Linked DNA regions of Xenopus laevis: region 2 is linked to region 1. Evidence: chromatin contacts called from public Hi-C data. All regions are on one chromosome and are shown on one strand. Each heading gives the region's core, a stretch centred on a gene start, on an enhancer-like site or on the middle of the called end of the contact. The rest is flanking DNA. Distances are from core to core; before and after follow the strand shown. Region 1 holds the start of insr.S (insulin receptor S homeolog). Region 2 overlaps insr.S (insulin receptor S homeolog).

Region 1 (2,700 bases), core at 97-2,596:
ATCTGAAAATGATTGCCAGCAACACTTTGCAGCTGACTCAAACAGGATATTCTATAAAGGGGGCAACAGTAAACCATACTAGCCATAGCTAGGGTTGACACCAGGCCGGTATTTTACTGTCCTTGCCGGTAAAAATGATGGTTGATCCCAATGTTATTAATAGGAAAAAGATAAATATATAGGAAGGCCAGTATTTTTTTTCCAAAAAAAAGGTGGCAACCCTATCTGATAAAAGGAACAGACATAATTCTGTTGTGTTTTTGCCCAGTGTTAACCGCGGTTCTCCAACCAAAGGAAATTCTAAAATAAGTGATTTGGGTCATGTTGTTTAAAACAATGACCTTAAAGTCTCTGGAAATGCAGTGGAGCAAAGTGTGGGGTCTCCACCTCATGGCATTATTCCTCCTAGTACAAACACACACGTTGACGTTCTCCTAGTAAGGTTCTCTTTAAGCATGGCTCCTTAGGAATTCTACCAAGACCTGACAACCATAAAATCCCCATGATGAAGGGTTAACCTGCAGGACGTGTCTCGCGTGGAAAGCATATGCCATCATGTAGCAGCACGCACATCCACACGAATTGCTGCTTAACCGTTCACCATGTGGATTGTCTGTGCGTCCGGATTAGGATGGGCGGGATGAGTTGGCAACACTTCCACGTTGTAAAATAACACTTCGCGTAGATGACAATTTACTAAGGTTTCTCATTAGTATATGAATGGGACGTCACTATTAATTCGATTATCTGCCGCCAAGTAGGCGGTGGCCCCAGTTGCAGGCCTCAACCCCACCCCCAACATGTTTACAATATCAAATGAAAGCAAGTCAGAGGAGGCCTAGTTCACCGCGCCTCCATTTTAGCCGTGCGCTTCCTTTCACCGAGTGGGACACTAAAATCCGCTGTTTTATAAGACAGTGCTACCAATAACCCACTTAAAACAGCAGAGGCAACATTTCTATATTGAAATACAGAAATACAACTTGCTGCTGTTATCGTATTACAACTACCAGAGCCGCATTTTAACAAGGGGTGCTGTGTAGTGTAGTAGTCCGACAACAGCTGGCAAGAGACGTCTCTATGTCCCATATAATAACGAAGGAGAGAAACAACCCCCCTATCACTAGGTGGCTATTTAAATGGAGGCTCCCTAGTAGGGTTGCGCACACATGTAATATATGAACAAATATCATACTCACTTTTCCCGTTGCTTTGGTCGCACAGAATGAGCATAAAAATGGTGACTATTCCCACAAGTGACTTCCAGCCCACCTTACAGTTGGGGTTATTATTGGGGTGCCCCTCACCCCTCAATACACCCTGTCCCATGCCAATGTGTCAAGCTCAGCTCCACCACCTAGTAGTAGTTACTATATTCCCAGCAGATAGGGGGGAGCCTGGCTTACCAAAAAGGGGCAAGGACAAGGTAAAAAAAAAAACCGAAATATTCTAAGAGCACAAAAAGAATCTTCCCTATTTAATGATGTGATTGTTGTGACAGCTCAGATACCGAGGAAGCATGGTTTATAAAAGCAGCTTGTAGAGGGGAGAAAAAAAAATAAAGTCCTTGACTTATATGTAAATATAGATTTCCGCTCCAAATACAATATTATTATGTTTGGAAACACTCCAGTCTTCTTCTTTGTAAAATCCAACTGGGGATACTGTTAAGAAATCCTTGTATAGTATGTTTTCCCCAAGCCACAGAACTTTTTTTTTTTTTTTTTTCAAATCCTGTAAAAGTGAAAAAATCCAGAAAAATAAAAAAACTTTCTCAATCGGTTAAAAAAAAGGGAAAAATATTTTCCTTTCCTGTGTTCTTATAAAACCGCGTTTCCACCCCAAAATAAGGAGGGGGTGCGAATATTTCCTTTAAGGATGATTAATTCGGGCTGTATCCGCAATATGGACAATGCCAAGCTGTGCTGCTGGGGTCGTGCATGCGTGGAATCTTCTATGGGGCCCAGTGCATGATCCTCAAACACTTGATCGCTCCGTGTGTCTTCAGCCCCCGAGACACTGCCGCAAGAAACTCCTTATTCTGTAGGATCTGGAATCCTGGCACAACGTTCCTTTTTCCGTTTTCCCTCCGCCCCGGGGATTATAAACGGGAAAAAAGTGTAAAAAAACGAGAGACTTGTGCAGAAAAATAACCATGAACATATATGTTACTAGTTCTTTGCAAAGTCTCTCTCCCCCCTCCTTTTCCCAGCCAGTATCCAACCAGTAAACAAGAGCTGTTAGTCAGCTGGGAGAGAAGAACTGGCTTGTGTAAAAACCTGGCCCGGAGCACCGCTCACAGAATGGATTCCCTTCCTCCTATTTCTAGTCTATTGATTCACAAACACTTCAAAGCACAACCATAACACCTCGCAAGAACCCAGTTAGGAGAAAACTGTCTGAATTGGAAGCAAAACAAAGCCTGGGGCTTGTGGGTTTATTTTAAACTGTTTTTTTTTCTTTTAAATAAATTGCTTCTACTTTGTGAAAAGTGGATGAAGTAAGTTGAAGTTGTTTTACTGGTTATCATTGTCAGTTTATGCTGGGTGATCGAAAACACAGCCTAGAAATACATATATTCAATCTAATATAGACAAAGCAGCTATACGCATGTTCTAAACCCAAGAGCTTACAGGTGATTTAATATGTATTATTTGTTTGGCTGCACTAAAATATAATTGTATTAGTGTAACAGCCACA
Region 2 (2,700 bases), core at 60-2,559, 40 kb before region 1:
GGTGCAAATAAGATACTTTGTAACAATTTTGAGACACAAAAACACAGTTTAGATAAGGAGAAATATTTTCAAACTTTGATAACCAGACAAATTTTGTAAAAACAAACATGGTACTTAGGGGGTGTGGCCACAGAAAGGGGTGTGGTCAAAAAAAGATGCGCTACGTGCGGGAAAAATTTTTTTGTCCCTCTTTTTACTTCCAAAATGTTGGGAGGTATGCCTGAAGTATAGGAATACAGATTGTAGTTAGTGAGGCTCATGGTCAGAGAAAATGCAACATCAAAGGTACACGCTGCAAGGTGCAGTAATGGGGAAGGAAGGAGGGGGCACTGGGATTAGTAATCTTTGCTGCTAACATTCCATGCCTACAACCAACATTTTCTGTTTAAAGGTCATTAACCCACTCGGTTGCGAAAAGCATTGTTTGTACAAACCATGCACGCGTCCAGGGTTGCCAGGTTAGTGGCTTTCCATCCCAAATTGGGCTACTAATTTAAAGCCCAGACGGTTATTTAGAGTACAAACTAGCTTTTTTTCTTGCCCTAATGTGCCGAGCCTGAATCTCCCAATGCATATTGGGCAACGTAGTTTTTGTTAAACAATGTGCCCACTGCCAAGTTTAATGTAAGACTACAATACCCAACATGCAATGGGACTGACTTGTGAGAAGTCAGGAGTTATCAGATTTTGGGCTCTGTACTCCAGTCTCCCGTCATTCTTAAGCATTCTTGCATTTTCCGGTGCCTTTCCTCAATTTCAGACAATTTCGGGGGGAAAAATCTGCTGGCCACAAAATGTCTAGAGGTTGACCTGTTTTACTAATATTTACTGAAATTGTATATGTATTAGGGCCTTATGGGGCCCCTATACCTTCTGGGCCCCGACCTGGTGACAGGCAAATCTGTGCCATTTTGGTTCATGGAAAAATTTGTGAAACAGTGAAAGTTTGAAAAAGGCGTATTTTCACATATATTCATTTCTTTTTAAGACTTTTTTTCCCTGCACATATTGGGCTACTTTTAAAGTGCCTTTTGATTAGTTTTGGGCTGGTTTTGTAGCTGACTTTGACTGGTTTTGAAAATTAGACCTGGCATTGCCCAGCGCTGATTTCTCTTTCCTATGGCTGTATTCTATATCACTGTCTTTTACTCTGTTACTTTATTTTATGCAATTTCCACTCTGTCTGTTACTTGCCGTATCATCATAGCTGTGTTACGCTCTTCTGCCTCCCTTTTCATGCTCCCTATGGCACATGCATAGAGGCTGTTTCCCCTCTCTTGATCTAGCAGTGAGCTGACCCTCATGACATCACCACAACACCATATCAGGAGCCAGAGGGAAGGGGTGGGAGAGAGGAAGACAGGCAGCAAAGCAGGGCCTCAAAATTCCTGAGGCTAAATAGCTTGGTGGTTAACTGCTTCAACTCCTGTTCAGCTGAAGTCTAGCACTGCATGCACTGCCTATTTTGTTTTCTTGGATTGCCAAGGATTAAGGTTTTCTTTTTGAGAAAGGAATTTCATACTTTTAGAAGTATTAGCAGAGCCTAAAAGTTCAGACTGCGTGTTTAAGGGCAAGCAAGCTTATTGTCTAATATGTTTTCCTCATGTCTATGTGGGTTTCCTGACACACTTATTCCTAGAGTACAAACAGCCTCAAGAGCATATACATCCGAGCCTGAGGAAAACAGCCCACAAATCTGCCAATTTTATACAGTTCTATACAGTTCCAGGGCCGAGTGTACAGACGCTGAGCTAGACCAGTTCTTGTCAGGCATTGAATTCCCACATTTTGGGCAGGCTGAGGCTTCTTACTTAGACAGTCTTGTAACAGTGGGCGAGCTTGCAGAGGCAATAGGTAGCCTGGCTTCTGGGAAAACCCCAGGCCCAGATGGCCTACCGGCAGCGTGGTACCTCCTGCTCAGTGAGGACCTCACTCCCAAATTCAAACTCCACCCAACCTTTATTGGGCCCAATCTTATTACTCTGCAATAACTTATAAGGAGGGCAAAAACCCAGATCTGTGCGACTCATTTAGGCCTATTACTATTTATTACAGACGTTAAAATCCCAGCAAAACTGCTATCCCGTCGTTTAAGATCAGTCATCTCCACACCAACCAAAACACCCGACCAATCAGGCTTCATGCCGAATAACAGTACAGCAATTAACCTCAGACGCTTATTCTCTCACCTACAGACTCAACATACTAACACTGGATCCAGAAGCCAGGCGGCATTAGACGCTGCTAAGGCACTGGAAAATTTGGGATTGGGCCACAGTTTATAGCATGCATTAAACTCCTGTATCAGGCGCCAGTCGCACAAATCCGGGTCAACAACATCCTCTCCAAACCATTCCCCCTCTTCCGTGGCACCAGACAAAGGGATGCTCCCTCTCTCCCTTATTATTTGCATTAGCTAGTGAGCCATATGCTATAATGATCCGCCAGTCCCTAGTCCCGAGTGGTAGGCCTAAAATGTGGTAGGTTGGAAGAAATAATTGACCTATACTTGATGATGTATTGTTATTTTTGGACAACCATGAGGACTCCCTTCACCACACACTGGAACTAGCTGATAAATTTGGTGTCTTTAGTGGCCTCACAGTGAACAAAAATAAATCTACCCTATTCTCCATGGAACTCCCTAGAGCTGAGGGAGACACACTAGGTGTAAGATGGGTACACAAATTTAAATATTTG

Evidence for each region. Hi-C and Micro-C count contacts between places; a contact is called where the count stands out from the background.
Region 2: a Hi-C map of the XTC cell line shows a contact between it and region 1, with 2.4 times the contacts expected there. The contact joins the enhancer-like site here to the promoter of insr.S in region 1. A contact is called at or near these places in 2 of 4 Hi-C or Micro-C datasets (the XL177 cell line and the XTC cell line).

What each region holds. Positions count from the first base shown.
Region 1 is chr1S:101,786,249-101,788,948 of Xenopus_laevis_v10.1, reverse strand. insr.S (insulin receptor S homeolog) reads right to left here and starts at 1,346. Exons shown (of 10, transcript NM_001127868.1): 1 at 1,200-1,346. The coding sequence starts at 1,329.
Region 2 is chr1S:101,826,055-101,828,754 of Xenopus_laevis_v10.1, reverse strand. All of the region lies in intron 2 of insr.S (insulin receptor S homeolog), which reads right to left. Among protein-coding and RNA genes, the nearest start is that of insr.S, 40 kb to the right of the region's middle. Within about 2 kb of position 1,309, at least 3 of the 7 cell types and tissues checked have an H3K27ac peak or open chromatin away from gene starts, as enhancers often do.